Regions from separate parts of the Sus scrofa genome. Here region 2 is linked to region 1. A link is a contact called in public HiChIP or PLAC-seq data. All regions are on one chromosome and are shown on one strand. Each heading gives the region's core, a stretch centred on a gene start, on an enhancer-like site or on the middle of the called end of the contact. The rest is flanking DNA. Distances are from core to core; before and after follow the strand shown.

Region 1 (5,754 bases), core at 965-3,464:
CTGCTAGAAGCAGATGAATATGACACAACCTCCTTCCCCAGATGAAATCACCTATCTACGTTCAAAGGGCTGAGGGATGGCACTTCAAATCCGCAACAGTCAACACGATAAGTATCATGTTAAAATTGACTTATGTTTACACAGTGCATGGATGGTTTGCAGGAAAAATTACCACATAATATAATTTATTTTATTCATTAAATGAATTTTGAGAAATGATTATGTGTCATCTTTGATAGGGTTACAAAAATGAATTGAACAAATATTTTTGCCCTAACATAACTTATGTGTTAGCCAGGGAGGTATAACACATGAATTCAATTAGTCTTCTTTCTGACTAATAATATCACAGTTTTGTGCCCTAGCCAAACAAACTACCAATTCACGGGTCACCAGACTTCACATGCTTTCCCTGCTTCTGCCTTTGTTCATAGTATTTCCTCTGATTGGCCTCCTCGTGCTTCTCATTGACTATTTATTTCCCCAAGCCAAAATCAAATGCAAATGTTTCCATGAAGACTTTTCTGATACCCCTAAACAGTAAGTGATCTCTCTCCCCTCTGTCCTTTATACAGGCTTTAAAATCTCATCCTTTGTATTTGGCTCCCTTATCTCTATGCTGGAGCTCCCTGGTAGATATGAGTGCTGAAGGCAGAATCTACATCTATGAAGCTGAGGATCCAGTTATGTCCTACCAAATGAGATCGTATTTTGATAAAGCTTGGCTAATTTCTATAGCAATTGTTACTTCTATTTCTCCTTCTTCCTCTCTTCATATGAAAATTGAAACATGGTTATGACGCAATTATTTGATATAGACATTAGAAAATATGATCCAAAAGCAAAGGGCTACATAAAATTCTTATTTTTTTGCCTAATACTTATTTTATTATCCTGCAAGCATTCTCAGACTTCCTGTGATGAAGATCATTCTCTTAGTTTCTAAGCAAGATCCCCTAAGGAATTAAAAGTTTGGGCAAGTTTCTGCTATGGAATAGCAGAGCTGGAAGGTACCTTAGGAATTATCTACTTCAATCAACAAGTTTTAAATATGGAGATATTGAGGCTTGGAAGGGAAATGTGGCTTGTTCAAGGTCACTAAGTGACTCAGGGGCCAAGCTGGACATAGGTCTCTTGGCAGTTACTGCAATGTCTCTGTCTATACACGAGGCCAAGTCACCAAGCTGACCCTGCTCTTGCCCAACACCCTGTCTGAATTTTCTGTCTGAAATGAGCCTAGACCATTATAAGCATTACAACAGGACTGCCAGAGGTGTGGCTAAGCAGATCATTTGCCCAGCCTTACACGAAATTGAAGAATCCTGTAATGGGGAAAGTATCTGGACAGAAGCAGTGTCACCAAGAGTTCCAAAGGAAGCACGCGGTGACCAACACAATACCAAGCCCAAAGACGACAGCCAGAGCTGATAAGGGACTGTGCCTTTAAAGTATAGACTCATGGAGCTGGGGAGAACCTTGGAAATTATCCAGAAGACAAAGCAGCACTGCAACATGAAGTCTTGTCTTCTAGAAATTACCCTGTTATTTACCTGTCATTAGTAAGTTACTCCCCTTCTCTAGTCCTCAGTTTCCAAGTGTACAAACTAAACAGGATGAGCTAGATGATACCCAAAGTACTTTTCAAATCTGAAAATTTTCTACTCTATAAAGCATCTGATTTCCTAGTTTGACACTTGAGGAAAAAGAGGCCTACAGAGGTTCAGTAACGTGCCTAAGGTCACACAGTGCTTCAGTGGCAGAGTAGTAACTGGAGTCTAGGCCAGCATTCTACCTACTGCCCCACATGGCTACAACCATCTCTTCCAAGCTGCCCTGGAGCCTTGTGGTGAATTGTGAAACTGCTGTCCCCAGACTCTCGCAATTGCCCTCTTCTTTATGCCTGTGGGACTGTTGGCAGCACACAGAGGGCTGTGGGAGAGAAGTCTGAGCGATCTCTGCCCTGGGAGTGGAGCAAGGATCAAATCAGCTCCTTTTTTTTCCTCACTCTAGTAGAAATGAAACCAAAACCAGCTCCTTAACTTAGAAGGCAGAGAGGCTAGAAGAGAGTGGCCCTCAGCCTCAGCTTATGCAGAGCCCTGGGATAGTGGCAGAGAAAGGCCCTTTTCCTGGGGGCAGGAGGATCTTTCACCTGAGTCTCTACAGAATGAAACCAGATGATGGCTGAGATCCAAAGCAAGGTGCTTGACCTAGGAGAAGCAACACTGGGTCAAGATGCAGAAAGACTCTCTGCAGCATGGCTCAGAAATGTGCTTCCTGAGTGACGTTGAGTCATTTCACATCCCATCAAAAATGGGGAAGGAATCATGCAGAAGAAAAAGAATTGTGCTTTAAATCTAATGTTACCTTTGAGCCTTACAATTGATCTTGGAGCCAGATACAGAAAGCATTTTCCTCACCTATTTCCTTTGCAAGACAGTAAAGAAGCTGTTTTTAAAAGCGATTGGGAGTTCCCTAGTGATCTAGCAGTTAAGGATTTGGCTTTGTCACTGCTGTGGCTTGGGTTCAGTCCCTGGCTCAGGAATTTATGTATGCCACAGGCACAGCCAAAAAGGGGAAAAAATTTAAAAGAAAAGTAATTGAAGTGGACCAGCTCTGAATATCAGACATTGTTATTAGCAAATGTGATAGATTTCACATCTTCATACTTTAAAGATGCATGTAACCTAGGTCTTCCTTTCTTTCTCAAGAGGAAGCCACATGGCTTCACAAACCCTCCTGCCAAGGAATCTCCTTTTTTTTTTTTTTTGTCTTTTTAGGGCTGCATCCGCAGCATATGGAAGTTCCCAAGCTAGGGGTCAAATTGGAGCTACAGCTGCTGGCCTGGCCACAGCCACAGCAACGCAGAATCCGAGACACATTTGAGACCTACACCACAGCTCATGGCAATGCTGGATCTTTAACCACTTTTCAAGGCCAGGGATTGAACCGGTGTCCTCAATGTATACTAGTTGGGTTCATTACCACTAAGCCACGACAGGAACTCCGGGAACATTTTTGGTAATCCTGCTTTTGATGTGACTTGCAAAAAAAGCAGAAGCAAAGATTACAGACACGCTGCTTGACGCCTAGTTCCCATTCCCTGTTGTTGAACGAATGTAATTAAAGGAAGAAAGGAAGCGGGTCTCCAGAGAGATATAATGTCTATTCCTAAGCCCTTTTTTTTTTTTTAATAAACTTCAGATAATCAGAAGTTCGAGGTCAGAGGATAACTTAAGGCCATCAGAAGTTGGCCAGATTGGACTCATATTCTCTAGAGAATTCTGGCCTTTTGGCAGCCAGATAGAGTGCTGAACGCCAAGCCAGGCTGTGTTTGGGCGCAGCTCCAGGCTCCAGCCCCTTGGGCCTGGGCTTCAAGATGCACAAGGATCCCGGCAGCAAGCAGGGTCCATTCCTGAACATACGCTTTTAATCAGAGACACTGGGACCTGGATGGGATGCCAGGCATAATTTAATTCCTCTCACTTTGCAGATGTAGAATCGAAGGCCAGAGTGGGGGACGGGACATGGATGATTGCACAAGATCTTTTGGCAATTTAGGACATCACTCGGTAGGATGGAAATGGGTAGCTTTGGGGTAGTAACCTGGCTCCAGATCCCAGCTCTGCCAATTATCTACTAGGAGACCTCAGGTAAGGCACTTAACCTCCCAGAATATCAATGTCATAATTTGTAAAACTTGGGTGGGGGGCATAATTATATGGCCTAAATTACAAGATTTTTATGATAGTTAAATGAGATTTTAAAATATCGAAGTGAAACTAACACAACATTGTAAATCAACTACATTCCTATCATTTTTTTAAAATACAAAAATGGAAAAAAAAAACCAAAGTGATTGGTAAACAGGAAGTCATTATTCATACTTTCATGTTGGGATTACATTATAATAAAACACACGTCCTAATAAAACCAGTGCACTTTTCTGAATGCCATCCTCATGCCAAATGCTTCACCTGGTTTAAACCAGGTCCTATACACAGCAGGATTTCAACACAGTATCTCACTTAGCCCCTTCCATCCACCAGTCGAAACCTGGGCCTGGGCTTCCATTCTCAGGCCACACTTGGCTCCCTCTTCTCTCACTCAGCCCCTATCTAGTGAATGCGTGGCTCTTGGCTGTTGAGGGCAGGACTGGTTTGCCCCAGGAGATATCATAGTACTCTGCACAAGGTCAAATATCTTTTGAAAGTTCATTAGTTAATTAATAAAAGAGCAACCTGATAGATTAATTAATATTTCTTTTTGGAACATAGTCTTACTGAGGGATAATCGGGTGGGAAAGAGTTTTTGATTTCTGTCCAGAACGCATCAACTGTAGCTAAGCCAGAAGGAAAATGGGGATATTCAAGATAATTAAGCCATATAGAAAACCTGAGCTTGCCAAGGGTTCCAAATAAGAAGTTGGGTCTTATAAGTTATGATCTGGCCATTAGCAAAGAGCTCTTTCTGTTTGCTTCCATAAACATCTTCTGTGAGCATCTCAACGAGCTCATTGATGTGCACAGATATAATTTCAGGACCTTCCCTAATAATGCCCCCATCCCGTTTTTGTTCAAAACACTCCTTTGTTACATGACAGGACGTTGCTGGTAATTTTTTTGGTGTCTCTTCATAAAAGGACCCATCTGTTAATGCGGGACTGTGCTTTGTATATAACAACCTCAGTGCAGAAATAACTGCCCCTTCTCCCAGTGTTTGAGACCCTTAATCTTTTGTTGCAGACACTGTTGCAGGCTCTCTTTCTTTGGCAGATTGCATTTTTTGAAGGTGACTGCAACAATTTCTCCATACCACATGCCCTTCAAGAAACTTGCCACACCTCCCATCAAAAGGTGGGGTCTTTTGAATCTGAGTGGGGTTATGACTCAGTGGTAGTCATTTCAATACAGTGTAAGTGACGATGTATGAATTCTTAAGCTACATCGTACAAGGTGATGATGCACTTTCCTTCTTGTTCATGTGGAGTCTTGAGTTGCCAAGGAAGCAGTCCAACTGTCCTTAAGCTACCATGCTGGGCAGTCCCTACACAGAAGGACCACATGGAGGGGTCCTGAGAGATGCCTGGCTTGCTCCCAGCTGCTCCAGTCCCCTTCGGCAACTCTTCTAGCTCCAGCCATTGTTCTCAATCACACAAGAGCTCTGGAGCCAGAAATGCCCAGCCCAGCTCCTCCCAAAGCCCTCACCCACAGTGTAAATCACTCAATCTTAAGGCCCTTTGTTGCAGCCATAGTGAGTGACACATATCCCTTTCTCCATCCTGCCACCATACTGGTTACTACTGCCGGTGCATCCCCAGTATCGGGGAAAACACTCAACCATGTTCCTTCCATCTGCTATGTGTTAATAGTAATGGACCCCAGTTCTATCACCTATCACAGGAAAGCTCTTAGGGAAGATCATGCCATCTTAGACCTCATTTCCTTGAACAGGAAAAGGGGAAGAAGAATTGTTCCCCAATAGAACTATCTGAGAAGGCTTAATAGATAATGCTTATCATTATACTCGACAACAATCATGCCACATTCTTCTGAGAAAGTTCACATACACCGTCTCATTTTCATTGTTTCAACAACTTTGTGGGGCAGCTGGAAAGAGGTCATTATCCCTCTTGTCAGTTGAGGAAAATGATATCCAAAGAATATGAATGTTTTAGGTAAGTGACAGGAGCACTTGGCCCAGTTGGAACCAGTGTTAGATCTTCTGCTTTCCAGAACCTGTCCCTGGTCTGCACAA
Region 2 (5,754 bases), core at 2,392-4,891, 170 kb after region 1:
GTTATTCTCTTTACCTGACACAGGTAAAGAACACACCGATTTGTCTAGAAGCCCTTAGATTTGACCCCTTTGCCTGGCTTGATGTCTGAAGGAAGGGTCTGTTCTACACCCCAGAGAGGGCAGCCCCAAAAGGGCAGCCAGACCTTCTCAAAGTGCAGGAAGAATTAGAAACAAAGTCTCACTCTCGGTAGCTCCCCATTTCACTCTGCTGGCTTGGTCTTTCTCTGCTGTCACCAGCTCTGGTTGGCTCCTGCTGTCAGAGCAGCCATGAGCCCTGACTCAGGAGTCCTTCTGCAGAGTCCATACTGAACCAGCTTTGGAACTCTAGACCAGTACCTCTCCAACTTGGGGTGTCTAGGAAGCACGTGCGGTACTGGCTAAAATGCAGATTCCTGGGCCTGCTTTCAGAGCACCAAATTTCACGTCTGCTGTGGCTCCCAAGCATGAGCATTTTAACTGGCACTCCTAGTTGATCTTGATACAACTAGATGGTAGAACAAACATACCCCAAATCCTACCGGCTGTAGGCAGATCTTCCCCTCTTCTCAAGCCTCAGTTTCCCCTTATGAGGAGTGTGGACAAGGGTCACCTCTAAGACCACTTCCTGACTCAGGCAGTGGAGATCTTCTGACTTGAGAAGACGGGTCAGGGTCCCTGCTTCACTCTAGGTTACCTCAGCAACCCAGGCAAGCCATGTGCCACAGGAGCATTTAACGCAAATACAGAGATTCACTCACACAGAGCTCAGTGGGAACCAAGGAAGGGTTCAGGGGTTCCCTGCCAGATCCTCCTCACGGCATGCCATCCTAGCATGCTCTCTGTCGCTTGTGCTCCTTTTCTCGACTGCAGGTCCTCAGACGTTGTCTCTGCAGCTCACCGTCTGTCCTCAGGCAGGAAGATCCAGGAAGTGCCTGGTTCTCTAGACCCTATTCCTGCCTTGGATCTAAAGAACACTATGCAGGATGATGCTCCAGATTAAGCAACTTGAACCACAGAGGGGAAAAAAAACAAAACAAAACAAAACTGAGCAGAGAGTGAGTTCCTTGAAGATAAGGAATACTAGGCAGAGATGTTCTTTTTTCCTTCCTTAAGATATCCTAATGATTACATAAAGCAGTTAAAAAATTTTTTCTTTAGGATTTGTGAACCCTTAAAACGAGAGAGCCAGCTATTGTAACTTGACCAGAAAAAGAGCTTGTTCCCAGCCTCAGGCTCTCCTAGGCAATGGATCTTCTGGTTCCTTCTGATGCCCTAAAGATATGACTTGCCCTTGCCCTGTCTTCTCCTACCTATAATTACAGGATTTCCCCCCCTGGGCTCAGATGTGCTCACCAGGCCCTCCCTGATGTCTAAAGATTTCCACAATTGCCTAATTACTTCTACATCTTGACTCTGGACACTTTCTTTGAAGGCCTCCTGAGTTTTGCATTTTAAGCCCCAGTAAGTTACTCAACTTTGTTTCTTCATCTTCCTCCAATGCTTAGACTCCCACAGCAAAGCAAGAACTAGAGCACAACATATATGGCGGAAAGAGAGGGTCCCAGAGGGGAAAAACACAAGTTGCCATGACTCAATTTTCAAACTGCTGTTGGAGCGCCCATTGGCTGAGAACCACTTGTAGGGTGAAGCAGTAATGATTATTGGCTGAAAGAGCACCTTCAATTTTATTTGGCTTGTAATGGCTAAGAGCATACACTAACCTTGGACGCCAGATAGAAATATTTATGATATGATATGTATGATACAAATACAAGTTTCAAGGGGAAAAGTCACAGTAATTACAGTTAAAACAAATCTGTGTTATTAAATGGGATGTGCCAGAAATTAATTTTCCTTTCCATTCCTTATGAGGCAAAGTGCTTCTGATAGGGGGAAAAAAAAAAGTGCTTCTGATCAATAAGACATTTTCAGGAGTTCCCTGGTGGCTCAGTTGAGTAAGGATCTGGCATTATTACTGCCATGGCACAAGTGTGATCCCTAGCCCAGGAATTTCTGCATGCTGCAGGTGCAGCCAAAAAAGAGAGAGAAAGAAAGATCTAATCTTTTTAAACTGAGTTGATATAATTTCAGTCAAAGGCAAAAAAAAAATTGATGTGTTAATTAGCATCTATGACTTCAACATTAGTAAAACAAGGGTTTCTATTAGGCTTTTTGAAACACTGAAAATATTTTGAAGACACCAATTTATGGATTTTACCATAGTATTAATCTCCTTTCTTCTGGTTACAGCACCACCCCCTTTTCCTTCCTTTCCCTTTCTTTTTTCTTTAGAAACACCTTCCCCCACGTCAGTCCCCAGAACTTCCCCAGCTCCAGGAAAGGACTTGAACCAAAATCAACCCAACTCCACTTCCTCTTTGGCTACAAGGGTTGTTAACTCACAATAAACTTTGAGAGATAAGCCCAGCACACTTTTGAAAAAGTTAGGGAAGAAATGGGTTTCCATTTTCCCTGGGGTTGCTATCTGCTGTTTTGCCACCACGAGGGTGTGCCCAAGCATTGAACCAGAACAGAAGGGGGTAAAGATTAGAGCCAGAGAATAGAAGCTGACAACAGCTCAAGGCCTTGGTTGTCAAACCAGAAGCCAGCTCTGCCCCCAAGAAGCGCCCCATTTCTGCTTTAGCCAACATGAGTTGGGCTTTGTCATTACAATCCAGTAATTCTCTCTACTCCCTCCTTACTCCCATTACTACCCAAATAGACCTCTGGGCTCCAGGGATTCCAGGTTGAGAGTCATTAACCCAGCACCAAGGAGATTATAGAAATTTGTTTGTCTACCTGTCAATCTAAATCCCTACCTAATTCAAATCTTGATCGCAAATTCCTCAGGTTGCTGATTCATGTTTATTGAGCTCCTACCATGCACAAAATTCTCCTGGGATCTGTGGGAAGCTATGTGACTCTGCCTGCTAGCCCCTACCCCTCACAAACTGATAAGCAAACTAAGAGGAGAACAGGGAAGGAACAGAATCTTCTAGATGGAATCTGGGAAAGCTTCATAAAAGAGGGTTCATCAGAGATGAGCCTTAAGGGATTAAGTGAGTCATAGTTGATGTAGACACTAACCCATGTTCGACTTCTTGGTCCAGTATTCAGCTTAAACTCCACAGAGGTCATTGCTAACACAGTGTCAGGCCCTGGAGGAGAAGGGTTTCTTCTGCTGGTCTCCCAGATCCTGCTAATGGATATATGGGGCCTCATGTAGAGACGGGGGTTCAGGCCACCCAGACGTACATTGGGGGAATCATAAGACAAGGACTTTATGCCTGGAAATTCACCTCAGGATATCCAGGAATCATAAAACAGTTGGATAGCATAGAATTCACTGTCAGAGCTTACAAACACCTTGGGAATTAATCAGCCTGTTCATTTGACAGATAAGAGCCTGGAAAACTGAACAGGTCAAGGACTTGTCCAAGATCACTCCTGCCAAGACACTCCCAGGACCTCAGGGCTCCGTGACTTTGACCAGCTCAAAGGAGAGACCATGATTATTTCAATTCCTTCCCGCCAGGAGTTAGAAGAGGAGTCTGGAATTGCATTTTGATAGATGATGTCTTTTATCTCAGATAGCTTCCTGTGCCTTGCCTTGCTTCAGCACATCCCTTGATTTTAACATGCAGTGAGCCACTCCTGGGGCTGAGTCATGCAAGCCTGGAGGACTTTCTTTGGCTCTTTAGCCCGTGACCGTTGCCTCGTTGGCTTTCTAGCCAATAACCATAAAATCCCCGTAAGAAAGCCCCTGCTGAGGATGCAGTCTTCTTGGGCTCCACATGGGCTTCTAGGGAAATGTAGATGCCATCAGAGGATGACAATTTGGGGATTGGTTCCATGGCTTGCCAAGCCATTCCTCCAGTGTCTCAGGAACATAATAAAGGGAGGAAATCATTGTTCTAAATAGAAGAAGGAAGACAGGGTATATGGGAAGACTTTTTTCCAGAACTCATTTTTCAGTATCTGAGGGGTCTTTTCCACAGCCAGCTCTGAATTACCACTGGGGCTGACAAAGGATGAGAAGCCAGGGGTCTCTGTGGGTGTGACGAGGGGGCTGGGACAGGACTTTCTTTTCCTCCTGCATGAGCCACCGCTGAGACTCAGAGTAAAGCTATTGATTCTTTTTGTTTGTTTGTTTGTTTGTTTGTTTGTTTGTCTCTTTTCCTTTTCTAGGGCCGCACCTGTGGCATATGGAGATTCCTAGGCTAGGGGTCTAATCAGAGCTGTAGTTGCCGGCCCAAACAAGAGCCACAGAAATGCAGGATCCAAGCCGCATCTACAACCTATACCACAGCTCACGGCAACACCAGATCCTTAACCCACTGAACAAGGCCAGGGATCGAACCCGCAACCTCATGGTTCCTAGTCGGATTTGTTAACCACTGAGCCATGACGGGAACTCCAAAGCCACTGCTTTTTTAAACCTCTGGTATTAGAGGGAGTTGTAACATAATGGAGATCAGCAAATGGACATTGGATGATGAGTGAATGAATGAACAGATGAATAAATGAATTTGCCCACATATCAATTCAGTACACAAACATTGACTATATTTCAACGTGCGCTGAAGCCAGACTGGAGACCAGTCTAAGATCTGGTCTCTGCTCCAGAGGAACACACGTTCTAAAAGGAGAAGCAGACACGCAGACAAATAAATGACCACACACCATGACAGAAGCTGAAGCGCAGCTTGGTAGATGGGCTCTGGAACCCAGGGCAGGAGGATGTGACTAAGCCTCCTTCCCGTGTAACTAAACTTGCAACCCTTGGTCGCCAGGAGCGTCCCTAGTGTTGCAGGAACTGGCATGACTCACCTTTCCCTATCAGACACTATGCTGGGAACATCTGAGAATACCAGTTAGTGTTTGATGAATAAACTCTCCTGGAGGAGGTGTGAAAGCTTCTGCTGTGTAGGTGACTTGGGCCATGTGACAGAGTCTGCAGAGCTCTCAAGCTACCTGTCCCAGCCTCCTATGCCAAGGACTCCAGCCATCACAGCCTTTCCTGGGATCTGTGTTCAGAATCCACCGGCCCCAGTCCCATCTCACCTGCCACAGTTATCTTCAAAGGTAAAGTGAGATCAAGGCACAGGAAACATCAGAGTCACGGTCGCCCTGCTCATCCATCAGGGCTAGAACACCTCACCTTGAACAAGGGAGATAAGAGAATAAAATAACGCCTGACACAGCCTTATCACCGATAATACAAACTCAGTTTTTCCATTAAAAGGACTGAGAGCCACGGTCCTGTACTTTGGCTGATAAAGAGATCACAGGAAACAAAGCTATTAATTTTTATCTCTGCTGTGCAATAGCACATTTGAGTGAAGACAATATAACCAAAGGGGAAAAAAATACTTTTTCTGACAGTGGAAGTTGGATGTGATTTTTTTTTTTTTCCTCTCGCCTTTCATTTCTCACACCTTGTTCTTCCACAAGCCTCTAAGAATTTTTTTTTTTTTTTTTTTTTTTTTTTGTCTTTTGTTGTTGTTGTTATTGTTGTTGCTATTTCTTGTGCCGCTCCCTCGGCATATGGAGGTTCCCAGGCTAGGGGTTGAATCGGAGTTGTAGCCACCGGCCTACGCCAGAGCCACAGCAACGCGGGATCCGAGCCGCGTCTGCAACCTACACCACAGCTCACGGCAACGCCAGATCGTTAACCCACTGAGCAAGGGCAGGGACCGAACCTGCAACCTTATGGTTCCTAGTCGGATTCGTTAACCACTGCGCCACGACGGGAACTCCCCTCTAAGAATTTTT

What was found. HiChIP or PLAC-seq counts read pairs in DNA pulled down with a chosen protein or histone mark.
Region 2: an H3K27ac HiChIP or PLAC-seq map of alveolar macrophages shows a contact between it and region 1. The contact joins two enhancer-like sites. A contact is called at or near these places in 2 of 2 datasets of contacts at active chromatin or transcription factors (alveolar macrophages and skeletal muscle).

What each region holds. Positions count from the first base shown.
Region 1 is chr13:125,525,492-125,531,245 of Sscrofa11.1, forward strand. No RefSeq gene overlaps it. Among named protein-coding and RNA genes, the nearest start is that of BCL6, 140 kb to the left of the region's middle. Within about 2 kb of position 2,215, at least 26 of the 83 cell types and tissues checked have an H3K27ac peak or open chromatin away from gene starts, as enhancers often do. A contact at or near this core is called in alveolar macrophages, where this site is marked.
Region 2 is chr13:125,695,125-125,700,878 of Sscrofa11.1, forward strand. No RefSeq gene overlaps it. Among named protein-coding and RNA genes, the nearest start is that of LPP, 84 kb to the right of the region's middle. Within about 2 kb of position 3,642, at least 10 of the 83 cell types and tissues checked have an H3K27ac peak or open chromatin away from gene starts, as enhancers often do. A contact at or near this core is called in alveolar macrophages, where this site is marked.